4 separate regions of the Mus musculus genome follow, and regions 1, 3 and 4 are each linked to region 2. The links are chromatin contacts, called in public Hi-C and HiChIP or PLAC-seq maps. All regions are on one chromosome and are shown on one strand. Each heading gives the region's core, a stretch centred on a gene start, on an enhancer-like site or on the middle of the called end of the contact. The rest is flanking DNA. Distances are from core to core; before and after follow the strand shown. Region 1 has its middle 94 kb from the start of Gm42291. Region 2 has its middle 24 kb from the start of Gm34482. Region 3 has its middle 11 kb from the start of Gm22150. Region 4 holds the start of Klf4 (Kruppel-like factor 4 (gut)).

The links. A called contact is a pair of places that touch in the nucleus more often than the background predicts. HiChIP or PLAC-seq counts read pairs in DNA pulled down with a chosen protein or histone mark.
Region 1: a Hi-C map of epidermal suprabasal cells shows a contact between it and region 2, with 4 times the contacts expected there. The contact joins two enhancer-like sites. A contact is called at or near these places in 2 of 15 datasets of contacts at CTCF or cohesin (large pre-B cells and pro-B cells), 4 of 484 Hi-C or Micro-C datasets (bone marrow-derived macrophages, cortical neurons, epidermal suprabasal cells and 1 more) and 3 of 115 datasets of contacts at active chromatin or transcription factors (bone marrow-derived macrophages, large pre-B cells and pancreatic cancer cells).
Region 3: a Hi-C map of epidermal suprabasal cells shows a contact between it and region 2, with 4 times the contacts expected there. The contact joins two enhancer-like sites. A contact is called at or near these places in 1 of 484 Hi-C or Micro-C datasets (epidermal suprabasal cells) and 1 of 115 datasets of contacts at active chromatin or transcription factors (embryonic stem cells).
Region 4: a contact with region 2 is called in an H3K4me3 HiChIP or PLAC-seq map of craniofacial prominence, with 6 times the contacts expected there. The contact joins the promoter of Klf4 here to the enhancer-like site in region 2. A contact is called at or near these places in 6 of 39 promoter capture datasets (the C10 cell line, embryonic stem cells, maxillary cranial neural crest and 2 more), 8 of 484 Hi-C or Micro-C datasets (the HL-1 cell line, bone marrow-derived macrophages, cerebral cortex and 4 more), 12 of 115 datasets of contacts at active chromatin or transcription factors (astrocytes, bone marrow-derived macrophages, cardiomyocytes and 9 more) and 2 of 9 other capture datasets (embryonic stem cells and pancreatic islet).

The regions. Positions count from the first base shown.
Region 1 is chr4:56,220,784-56,223,748 of GRCm38.p6, forward strand. No RefSeq gene overlaps it. Among named protein-coding and RNA genes, the nearest start is that of Gm42291, 94 kb to the right of the region's middle. Within about 2 kb of position 1,433, at least 165 of the 459 cell types and tissues checked have an H3K27ac peak or open chromatin away from gene starts, as enhancers often do. A contact at or near this core is called in epidermal suprabasal cells, where this site is marked.
Region 2 is chr4:55,927,903-55,930,648 of GRCm38.p6, forward strand. No RefSeq gene overlaps it. Among named protein-coding and RNA genes, the nearest start is that of Gm34482, 24 kb to the right of the region's middle. Within about 2 kb of position 1,384, at least 62 of the 459 cell types and tissues checked have an H3K27ac peak or open chromatin away from gene starts, as enhancers often do. A contact at or near this core is called in astrocytes, cerebral cortex, craniofacial prominence and 6 more, where this site is marked.
Region 3 is chr4:55,479,035-55,481,946 of GRCm38.p6, forward strand. No RefSeq gene overlaps it. Among named protein-coding and RNA genes, the nearest start is that of Gm22150, 11 kb to the left of the region's middle. Within about 2 kb of position 1,632, at least 93 of the 459 cell types and tissues checked have an H3K27ac peak or open chromatin away from gene starts, as enhancers often do. A contact at or near this core is called in epidermal suprabasal cells, where this site is marked.
Region 4 is chr4:55,531,053-55,533,880 of GRCm38.p6, forward strand. It overlaps Klf4 (Kruppel-like factor 4 (gut)), which reads right to left and starts at 1,423. Exons shown (of 5, transcript NM_010637.3): 1 at 815-1,423; 2 at 578-698. The coding sequence starts at 819. Gm12506 (a long non-coding RNA gene) reads left to right here and starts at 1,658. Exons shown (of 5, transcript XR_390585.4): 1 at 1,658-2,828.

The sequences.
Region 1 (2,965 bases), core at 183-2,682, 290 kb after region 2:
TTCCATGTGTTGTGCATCAGTCATCAGTCACTTCTGTGGTGAAGAAGGAACACAAAAAATTTTACAACTAGATCGGAGGAGGGGGGGCACATATTTATCTGAAAGATGGCCCGACCCTCAACAACAGTCTTGATGACCTCTGAACATCAATTATTTGCAACATAGGGACATAATGTATCTAGACAATACGATGAAACACCAGGACACTGAATAGCTAAGTCTCAAGTTGAATTAGTGCAGTGCCTTTGTCTTTGTGAAGTTGGATCTACTGGAGTTGTACACAGAAAAGGAGCTCTGCATCTCCTCTTTCTGTCCCATTTTTTAACCAAGCCTTTCTTCACTGTGGTTTTAGCTTCAGGAGAAATTAAACAATGCTAGTTTTAAAGAGACCATAATCTAGGCAAATTCCATTCATCCTTTGTCTCCTTTGATGATCACAGTAATAGGTTAACTCTCCCCTTTCCACATGGAAGGTAGGACAACTCTGTGGAGTTCCCAGTCTCTTTTGGGCCTTTGCAGTAAACTCTCTTCTGTTCAGTTAGACATTGCTTCACTCCTACCTGGAAGAAGCCTTTAGACCCAGACTGTGTGAGCACAAATCCACAAAGGACTTGCCCCAGGTCCTAGAGCCAGCCAGCCTAGAGGTTTAGATTGTAAGGCTCCAGAAACTTCAGGCAGGGCCCCCCTGCCCTTCAGCCCTTTCCTTACACATAAAAAAAAATCAAGGTCAAGAGAACCCTTTCCCAGAGGGTCACACAAACCTTGAGTTTGACAAAGAACCCTCAGAGGCTGCTCTCTTGATGGCATTTCTAACCAGGGCTTTTGTGCGGAGAAGATGGCATTGGAGGGAGCCTGGCATTTCAGGGGCTTAGCTCCTGTTTATCCTTGAATCTTCTTGGAGTCCCTGAGGCTATAATATCCATTTAGAAAGATTAAAGAGGATGTGATCGGGCCAGGACAGAAAGAGAGGTAGGGAGGTAGAGGAAGAAGAAAATAGAATTCTCTAGGACTTAGAATTAAGAGCCTAAGATGCCTCCTGAAGAGGATGCCCTCCTAAAGACACAGTGCTCCTTGGGAAGTCTCCAGCAGGTGAAAGGCTTGGATGGGCCTTTTTTTTTTCCCTCCATGAACTTGGTTTTTCTTTCCCACATTCTCAGGTGTGCTGGGAGGCCCTGGGAAGCCAGCAGACTTTTTCAAAAGACACTTCCACCTCCTAATCTCTTTGCCTACAAACCAAATATTGATCTATTTAGTAAACCAGCCAGTGGAGGAGAGCTTGTATAGCCCTGTTTATTCAGCAGTTGGGCCCCCCTGACAGCTGTTCACTGGGGGATTATGAAGTCACGGCAGTAATTACACTATAAACAGGGGATGGGGGAGAAGAAAGCCAGAAAGTGAACTGTGAGCTCTGTTACCAGGCAACATAAAATATGTAACCGGAAACCCAGCAAGCACGTACATTTCCCTAAAAGCCTCCCAGATGTCCTCACTTTGGGGCCAATGTTCAATTTCAGTTTCGATTTGTTTATTTATCCATCTTCAGATTGAAGACTGGAGCTGAGAATGTTGGAAGAGAAAAGAAACGAATCGAAACAAAACAACAAAACAAAACAAACTGCAGGGGAGAGTAGAGTTGAGCATTCCACCCAGTGTCCCAGCCTACAGGAGAAGGCTGAGGCCCCAGGTCCCTGCTATAGCAAGCTGTAGAGATCAGTGCACAAGGAGGTGGCTAACCCAGGCTTCTTCAGCTAAGACAGCTACAGGATAAGCAGCAAGGGAGAGAGAAGAACAGAAAAGGAGAGAGTGAGAATAAGGAAATAGAAACTGGAACCCACATAAAAGAAACCCTGGAGTCCCCTCGGCCACAGCCCCACCTAGTGGTTGCCCCATGTCGTCATAGACTCTAGTCCCTAAGGCATCCAGCAGCCCTGACTTTGTTCCAGTAGCTTTATCAGAACATGCTAATGCTAAGCTCACATCAGGTTCCCTGTTCTCAACACTTCTCCAAGCCTGTTTATTAAGATTCTAAGTTCAGAAGTGGATGCTCACGGTCAGCTATTGGATGGGTCACACGGCCCCCAATGGAGGAGCTAGAGAAAGTACCCAAGGAGCTAAAGGGAACTGCAACCCTATAGGTGGAACAACATTATGAACTAACCAGTACCCCGGAGCTTTTGTCTCTAGCTGCATATGTATCAAAAGATGGCCTAGTCAGCCATCACTGGAAAGAGAGGCCCTTTGGACTTGCAAACTTTATATGCCCCAGTACAGGGGAACGCCAGGGCCAAAATTGGGGGGGGGTTGGTATGGGGGACTTTTGGGATAGCATTGGAAATGTAAACAAGGAAAATACCTAATAAAAACAGAGAAAAAAAAGATTCTAAGGATCTGGAAAAGGACTTCAGAGTCCCATCAAGATTTGTAGCAAAGACCAGGATGACCTGTGTTTAAATTGGCCTGGCTTCTTCCAGTGCTCTACATGAATCTTGTTGTTTCTCCATGTTCCACGTGGAGCATGCACGCCCACACATAGACACACATTGGTCCCCACCTGGAAGAACACTTCTGTTGAGTCCTGTATTGTAAGCTAAACATTAACAGATTGGGAATATTCAATCTGGACAAGCTTTATCTAAAACAGAACAACAACACAATCAACATGACATGAACCACATTGGTGCTGTCTGTCAAGAATGCTGTCCACCAGTATTTTCAGACAGGATAGCTCAATAACCTGGAATTTACCAGATAGGTAAACTGGCTGACCAGCAAGTCCCAGGAATCTATCACTGCTGCTTCCCCTTTGCTGGGGTTACAAAGAAACAACCATGGCCATGTGGGGTCTGGGGATCAAACGCAGGACCTCATGTTTTGCTTTATAAACACTGTATCTCCCCCGCTCCCGAGAGTCTGGTATTTTTAGCAGAATTAACCACCTCTCCCAACTCTAGTCCTCTCTCTCTCT
Region 2 (2,746 bases), core at 134-2,633:
TCCCGCTTTTTGGCCCTGGCATTCTCCTGTACTCGGGCATATAAGGTTTGCTAGACTGAGGGGCCTCTCTTCCCAATGATGGCCAACTAGGCCATCCTCTGCTACATATGCAGCTAGAGACACGAGCTCTGGGGGTACTGGTTAGTTCATATTGCTGTTTGGACCAACAATTTTATCATCACTCCCTGTCACTGTTTTCCCATTTGAGGATAAACATGAGTTGTTATGGAAACTGGGTTAGTACACTCTAACCTGGGAGGTTTAGAGTAGTGTCTTGCACATAACAAGCTCTCAGTAAATGTTTCTTATTCCCTTTGTGGCGGAGGAGCTCAGCTGCAGGCTTGGCATCTTTTCTTATTCAGAGGATATTTCTTGAAAGAATGAAACCGTGAGGAAGTGCATTGAGGTGTGTCCTCGAGACCATCACTAGCTCTGTGCTGCTTTCCAAAGGGGCTGAGGAGGGAATTCCAGTCTCCAGTGCCTTTTCCACTCTCCAGCATCGCCGGAACATCTGCTAGTAATCTTGGTCTTGTGGCATTTTTTTCCCTTCTGTTTTTGTTAATTTTTAAAAGAATCTTTGGGCTGTGGATGATGGAGAGAAAAAGTCCAGGGTGAGGGGCGATGACTGTGGAGTGTGTGCAGTGGGGAACAACTAGTATGGACTTTTGACATGAGAGATAATGTTTCCAGAGAGTAAGGGGCCCCCAACATAAAAAAAAATTCTCCAAGAAAAAGAGAACTAGTAACTATTTCTTAGAGTCTCCTTGGAGCACTGTAGGCAGATGGTGTGTTTTAATATGAGAGACTTGTTCCAGCCTCCCAGGGCAACCAGCGCGTGGCCATGGGTCCAGAAAGGCAGCTTGCTCATCCGTAGGCTGAATACTTCTGTGTAACAAGACTCTCTTGCGGCTTAGAAAAGGCTTTCAGTCTCCTTGAGACATCTGTTTTGTAAAAATCAGCCCAGCACGCTCAGAGCATCACCAACAGAGTCTGTATTCATCCTTCAGGGGCCATTTTATCTGCACACTGACTGAGACCCTAAAAACTCGGAGCCAAATCCTGTCCCGCATCATTACCCACCCGGATTCTTGATGATTTTAGTTTCTATAATCAGGGCAACATTATCTTTACCTCGCAAAGAGCGGAGTGTGGATTCGCATCTCATTGTCCACAGAGTTCCAACCATTAGCACCGAATTGGTGAGTGGGTTTTTACCAGCTATGTGTCCAGTTTCAGTGGAGAGGAGGAGAAACAAAACCCACAACCGCAGTGTGGCCAAGTAATTGCTTTCAATGTACTGAACAGTCTGAGCCCTGTCTCACTACAAGCAACTCAGCCTGTGGACTGCACTGAGCTTGCTTCAAGCTTGTTCCTTGTTTACAGTTCTGCAGCTTACCCCGAGCGGGGGAGGGGGGAGGGGGGAGGACGCAATGCGTGACTCTTATGCACTTACCTCCCAGTACATCCCGTACATGGAGAACTGGAATCTCGCTTGGACGATAATTACCGTGATTATAATTCCCCCGTGGAACTTGTAGAGTGAGCTCCCTAAGCAATTCCTCAAGCTTGTCAAACCACTGCCTTGATTTGCTTATGAAAGGCAGTTCTAATCAAAAGAGGTAATTACAATATTAAGTGCCAAGCCTTGGTGTGCAAACCCTTGAGTCATAGGATATTAAGCTTAATTGAACTGCATTGAAGGAGGCATGCAGCATCATGCACAGGGCTCTGAGCTAATGTGAGCCCCAGCCTAAGCCTTTACTCCAGGAAAGTGGACAAATTACCTGATCTATTAGCCACTCTGGAATCACTGTGTCATATAAGCCAGTGCACCTGCTTCAGGAAGCGCTTTCTTCTTGGAAGTTTTAATGCTTTACAGATTGATGCTTTATATATATATTTATAAAAGTCCTGCCGCATTTTGGTTGTGACCATACTAAGACTGGGCCTGGCATTACAGCCATAATTCACTTCCTCAATCATTCAATCACTGAGTCATTCATTCATATATATAATTTGATATATATTGATATCTTCAGTGATTCAGGTGTTGTGATGGACCATGGTTGCTGAGATAAATTAAGTATGTTCTAGATCTTCTATAAACTCAGCGTTGGTGTGGAAAGCTAAGTCATCAAAAGATGATTAAGCTCAGATGTGAAAACATTGTAATAAGACAAAGTTCAGGAGGAGTAGAGGGGAGAGTCCTGCTTCTCCAAGGTACTGGCTGGAGGCACCAGACTTAGGAAAAGCCTGATCAGGAGTGAAAGACTGTACCATGTCCCAGGGAAACGTAGCACAACTGAAAAAGCATGAGAGAGGAAAAGACCACAATGTATTTCAGAATGCTTTGAAAACTTCATTGTGATTCTTAAATTACATATTCATGTGTATATTCAGGTATTTATGTACATTCATGATGTGGCTCGGTGTGTCCTCATGCAGGTTTTGAAGTCCGTCAGAGCCTCTGAAGGTAAAGTAGAGCAGCTTGAAATTTAGTCACTTAAAGACCATTCCAAAGACTCACTCCTCAGAAAGGTCAGATTCAAGCACTGCATTGTAAAGAAACTGCACAAAAATATAGAGGCAAATAAGTAGAATCCACAAACTCAGACACAGACCATCACTACTCACAATGATTCCACAGCCGCGCCCCCCCCTCCATTTTTCTGCTGGATGTGGCCACTATCAAACTTTACATAGCCTTTAACACATATACAAAATGACCTGAGTACCCTGCAGCATA
Region 3 (2,912 bases), core at 382-2,881, 450 kb before region 2:
GCTATGCGATTTAGGATCACATCACAGAGTAAATTGCCCTCCGGAGGATCCTAAATCTTCAAAAACAATCTCTAATCCTCACATTTGGGCAGGAAGGGCCCTTAGACATCAACGTTCAGGGGACCCTGGGCCTCAGAGAGAGACAGACAGCCACTTCTCCAAACTCACGGAACAGACAGAACTCAAGACAAGAACCGCTTCTAGTCATGGAGTGAGCCCTCCACTCCAAAGTTCAGTTGGATATTGGCAAAATGGAAGGCTGTTCGACTGGTGTTCATGTCCTCTCCACTCCCACAACCCACAACTGTAGTGTCCAGACCATACGTCTTGGCTTCGTGGTAGATTGTGTTTGACGCAGTCACTCCTAGGAGGAGCCTTTCTGTATCCATTCAACAAATGTTTCCCATGGGGACCAAGGGGAGCTCAGCCAACAGGAACCTTAAAATCTTGCTCTCAGGGGGTTTATAGTGTAAAACTGGGGGAGGAACACAGAGAGGGTTGCCACCTGCCAAGCCTGCCTTAACCGGATGGATGGTACGAGGAAAGAGGGAAGGAGCTGGGTATGTGAACTTTGTGATTTGAATAGCAAGGAAGAAGAGAAGACTGCTGAACTGAAAGCATTGTAGATAGAAGATTAAGTTCAAAGGCTCTGGGGCCAATAACATGCTTTTTGAGAGAACGGAGAACTCTAAGGCTTTCTATAGAAATCCGGGTGCCATTTTCAACATTCAGAGTGTACACTGTAAAAAGAAAAAAGGGAAATGAGTAAAATTAACTTGTGTTTTCTTAATACAGGAAACAAACAAAAATACTAATAAAATTGAGCTTTGCTGAATAGTCTCTAATCTCTCTCCCTCTTTTTTTTGTATTAGGGAAACAGAGACAGGAGGATGAGTTCAAAGCCAATCTGGGCAACATAATGAGACCATGTCTTAATATATCTAATTAAGAAAAAAAACCGGGGATATAGCCTACTGGTAGAGTGCTTGCCTACCACGCGTGAGCCCCTAGTTCCATATACCTGCTACCAAAAGCAAACAAACAATCACACTCCCCCCTCACCCATGTTATATCTCCAACATATAGTACAGATTAGAAGCACATGTCAAGTCCTCATTAATCATGGATGCCTATTGGCTAGTAATATGAGACCAGAGTGGGTGTGATTGCCAGAGTTTGGGAGAAAGGGTTCTAGAATCGAAACCTCTCAGGTCTGGACCTTCAAATCCTATTAGGGCTCTCTGCCCTCATGAGGGTCGAGGCACACAGACGGGAAAGCCACATGCTGGCGTCCTCAGAGGCCTCTTGGTCGCTTCCCAGGACCTGTTCTGAGGAGGCCCGCTTGTGCACACGTGGGAAAGCTGCGTGCTGGCCCCGGGCCTGGAGCCACCTCCCGCGCCCACTCGGCCAGGTCTCATTCCAGAAGCGGCGTCCGCCCAGGTGAGGTGAGGCCTCTCTTCCAGCCGTTCAGCCCCGCCCCTTGGACACGGTTTTGGTTTTCGGGTGCAGACAGGTCTGCATTCCTCTGAAGAGGCCCGCTCGGCCCCATCAAAGCCAGCGACAGAGCCACATCACAGTCACCCATGATACCAGCCTGCAGTTCCAGCGAGCACCACGAGGGGCGCAGGCGGGACGGGCCATGCTGGCTCAGATGCCTCTGTGGACTTTCTCCTGGAGTCCTGGGGGCTTTGCTCCCACCACTACCTTCCTTTCACCATCACTCAATCCGTCTGTGCTGTGCTGTCAGCGGTCGCCTGGATTCCCATAGTTTTCTTGAACAACTGATAGGATGGGGGGGAGGGGGGCGGGGGAGAATCCCAGCTGTGAGCCAGACGCAGAAAAAATAGAGGTGCTTTGGGAGCCCTCTATTTGGGGTGATGATGATTCGTGGAGAAGTCCGTGAATCCGAAGTCTGTACATTCCGAGACTGGAGCCAGGAACAAAAAAGATTCCACTGTTCGGATGTTTTCACCCCTGAGGCTGAAATAACAGCGGAGGCCTGACTACCCACGTGGTGTCTGTGGCCAGAATAGGACCCACATAATAATGGCTTAGATCAGGGAAGGGCCTTTCCCATTCCATGATGCAATATTGTCATGACAGCAAAAACAAGGCTCCGCCAGCTGAAGTAGGTACACAATGGCGCCTTGCCTCTGCCCTGCCCACACCTCTGTGCCTTGCAGTAGCATTCCCTAAACGTGTGTGGAGTTGCAGGATTACAGAGAAGTGCCAGAGTCTAGAGGGACCTGCAATTGGCTGCTTCCCAGGGGACTAATGGGCCAGGCTGGTTCACTCTCCCTTAGCCACCCTTCAGCAAGAGAGGGCTATGTGGGTGGGCTATCATACCCACCTTTCTGTGATGTCCCTAAAGCTTCGATCACACTTTTGCAAGCAAGCTTACCTTAAACAGCCCTAACACAACGACCCAGACCAGCTAACCAGGGAACACAGGATATGATAGGTAGAAATCCACAAAATGGTTCTGTGAGCAAGCTCACTTTTGATTTTGTGACAGGAAAAAAAAAAATCGCCGGGCAGTGGTGGCACACGCCTTTAATCCCAGCACTTGGGAGGCAGAGGCAGGCAGATCTCTGAGTTCGAGGCCAGCCTGGTCTACAGAGTGAGTTCCAGGACAGTCAGGGCTATACAGAGAAACCCCGTCTCGAAAAAAAAAAATCATGGATTTGGGGGAGAGGAGTCCAAAGCTGTTAGGCCAGATTTATCTTGATAAAGTATTTATCTTGAAAGACTCCAGTTATAAAAGAGGATGTGAAGTTCAGTCCAAGCTGAGGGTGGCTTATCTCTTTCCTCAGCATAGGTGAGGTGACGCCAGGAGGTTCAGTATTTCAAGGATATCCCTAGACATATATCCTGTCCAAGGTTAGCCTTGGCTATATAAGCGCATCTCTCAG
Region 4 (2,828 bases), core at 173-2,672, 400 kb before region 2:
GTTGGGTGAAGCACACCAACACCCTGCTATAGGAACTGGACAGAACAGGAAGGCAGCCTCGGGGACTCCAGGGGCCACACTGCAATCTCAGCTAACACCAAGGTAAGAGGTGGCGCGTTCGTTCTCCTGCAAGCTAGTGCCGTCGCTCCACCAGCCCAGTCCTCTTCCCCGCCAGATCCGCGGGACGCTCCAGCCGCCCACGGAATTGGGACACTGGGACACGGTGGCTTTCTCCCCATGCACCATAGCCACCGGGTCGCCCACGCGCTACGATCACTCCGGCCCAAAGGGTCTCGAGACTTGTCCACCTAAAATATAGTGGACTGAGTGCGCCCACCCCACGGTCCGGACGCCCGAAGACTAGTGGGGAACCGCTGTGCGCCCCTGGCGGTACCGCAGTGCCGGGACCACACGCACTTAAGGCCGACTCAAGGGCCGAGGAGCCACCTCGGAAGGCTGTAGAGTTCCAATGGAGGGCAATCCTTGTCCTAACCAAGGACTCTTGGTGACCCCCGGATTCCGCCCATACACCCCACCCCATCTGCAGAAATCTACAGGGCACTAGCGCGACACTCACGTTAGTCGGGGCACCTGCTGGACGCAGTGTCTTCTCCCTTCCCGCCGGGCCGGACGCGAACGTGGAGAAGGACGGGAGCAGAGCGTCGCTGACAGCCATGTCAGACTCGCCAGGTGGCTGCCTGCGGGCCGGGCGGGGCGCACAGGGACCAGGAGTCAGGGGACACCCTGGCCACTGCTCCGAAGCTTCCCTCCAATCCTCACCCCTTTCTGTTCCCAAGTCCAACATCTCACCTACCTCATTAATGTGGGGGCCCAGAAGGTCCTCCGGAGTCCGAAGAAGAGAGAGGGGTACCTGAGCCCCAAAGTCAACGAAGATTAAAAACTTTAGAAACAAAACCTCAAACCAAAACCCCCAGATTGCCCGAGATCCTTCTTCTTTGGATTCAATATAAACCGGCGATGTCTTTAAAAAAGTTCCTTTGTATACAAAAATTCTTAGAAAAGTTGTAAACTCTTATAAAAATAGACAATCAGCAAGGCAGATAAGTAGGTCCGATGGCCAGGCTGCACGCTCTTGGACTCAGCAGTGTCCCCCACCGTTGTCGCGGCCACTGTGGCTGTCGGCGGCGCGGGGGCTGTGGTCCGGGCGGTGGGCGGGCGGCGCCGCCAGGTGAGAATGGCCGCGGTGGCGCGGAACTGCGAGCTGGGCGGTGGCGCGGGGTGCGGAGTCCTGGGGACTGTGCCGGGTGCGCGCGGCCATGGGCGCGGGTCACGGGCGGGTTGCTGGGTGGGGGGCTGGAGGGGCGGGGAGGGGCACTCGGCGGCTCCGGGTGCCGCCGCCGCCCGCCACCGCCTCTGCTCCCCGCGCGCCCGGAGCCGCGCTCGCTCTCTTGGCCGGGGAACTGCCGGCGGCCGCCGCGCGCTTCTTACTTATAACTTCTCGCTCGCTTGCTCCCCGCCTCCTCCCTGTGGCGGCGCGCGGGGCTCCGCCGCCAGGCCCCGCCCCCTGCCTTTCTTCTCCCCGCCTTCCCGCAGCCCCCACTGCGCGTTGCCATGGTAGCTAAATAAACAAACTCCGCGCACGTGGGGGCGGGGGCGAGGGAGGGGCGCGGGCGGGGCGGGGCCAGGCCGTGACGCCAGCCAGGCAGCTGGCGGGCTGGAGCCGTGCTGACGCCGGCGGCGGTGGCGGCGACGGCGGCTCCGGCGCTGGGAGTACGGCGTGGCTCCCGTGGCCGCGCTACTCGGGGTCCTCTGGGCGGCCACGGTCGGTTCCCTGGGCTCGAAAGTCCTGCCACGGGAACCCTGGCGGGGGACAGGAGGTTGGGGGTGTGTGTGTGTGGGGGGGAAGAGGCGGCGCGCCCCTACCCCTGCTCGCGTACGCGCTTGTCCTGTCGTCTGCGCACTCGAGAGCGCGATTATCCGCGTGACTCATCCAGCCCGCCCTCTCTCGCATACGCACGCAGACGCCGGGCCGTGTCGGCGCAGGGCCTGGCCTGGCGCGGGTGCCAGTGGGGCCTCCCGTAGGGTGGGGGTGAGGGCCGGGTGATTGGGGGGGGGCGCTAGGAATCTCAGAAGCTAGGAGAAGGGGTTCCGCGCCTGCTATGAAAGAGAGCGGCCGGGATTGGGCACGTAGTCATCTTGATAATGGAAGGAACAAGGAAGGCGTTCCAGATTTACATTGGGGGTGGGGGAGTGGGAACGCGGAGAGGGACCGAGGCGCGGAGATACCTTTCACCAGGGATCTCAAAGCTCTTTACAAGCTACGCACTCGCACTCTTCATTTTGAAGATGAGAAGTGAGTCATAAAGAGGTGAAGCGGCGAGGTAAAGGTCATAGGACAACTCGCTCCCATCAACTTAGGTTCTGAGCTAGCCAACCCACTCAAAGGGACTTCACTGGGAGGTGATCCTGCGCTGGGAAGAGGAGCGCTGCAATGGGACCCTAGTGCTCCAAAGTGGCACCTCAGGCCCTTGCCTACCGGGAGGGGAAAAGGCAGTCTTTGTTTTAGTCTTATTACTCCTTTTCCCATTCCCCACTACCCTCAGTAATTTTCCAGCCGGGAAAGGTTTTCGCCCTCATCTCTACCAAGTACTTAAAACAAAACAAAAACCGTGAGTGTGGTGTTCAGTATAACTCGCTAAACTAGGTTTACTTTTTTTTTTTTTTTAAGGCTAGGTGTTTATTTTGGATTGGGGAGCAGAGTTGGGCTCCGCCGCCCTCATGGTTGAACCCTGGCGGAGACAGCTGAGGGCGGGGACTGAAGAAAGGCACTCGGGAAAGGGGGTCGATGCTCCAGCATAGGCAGCGTG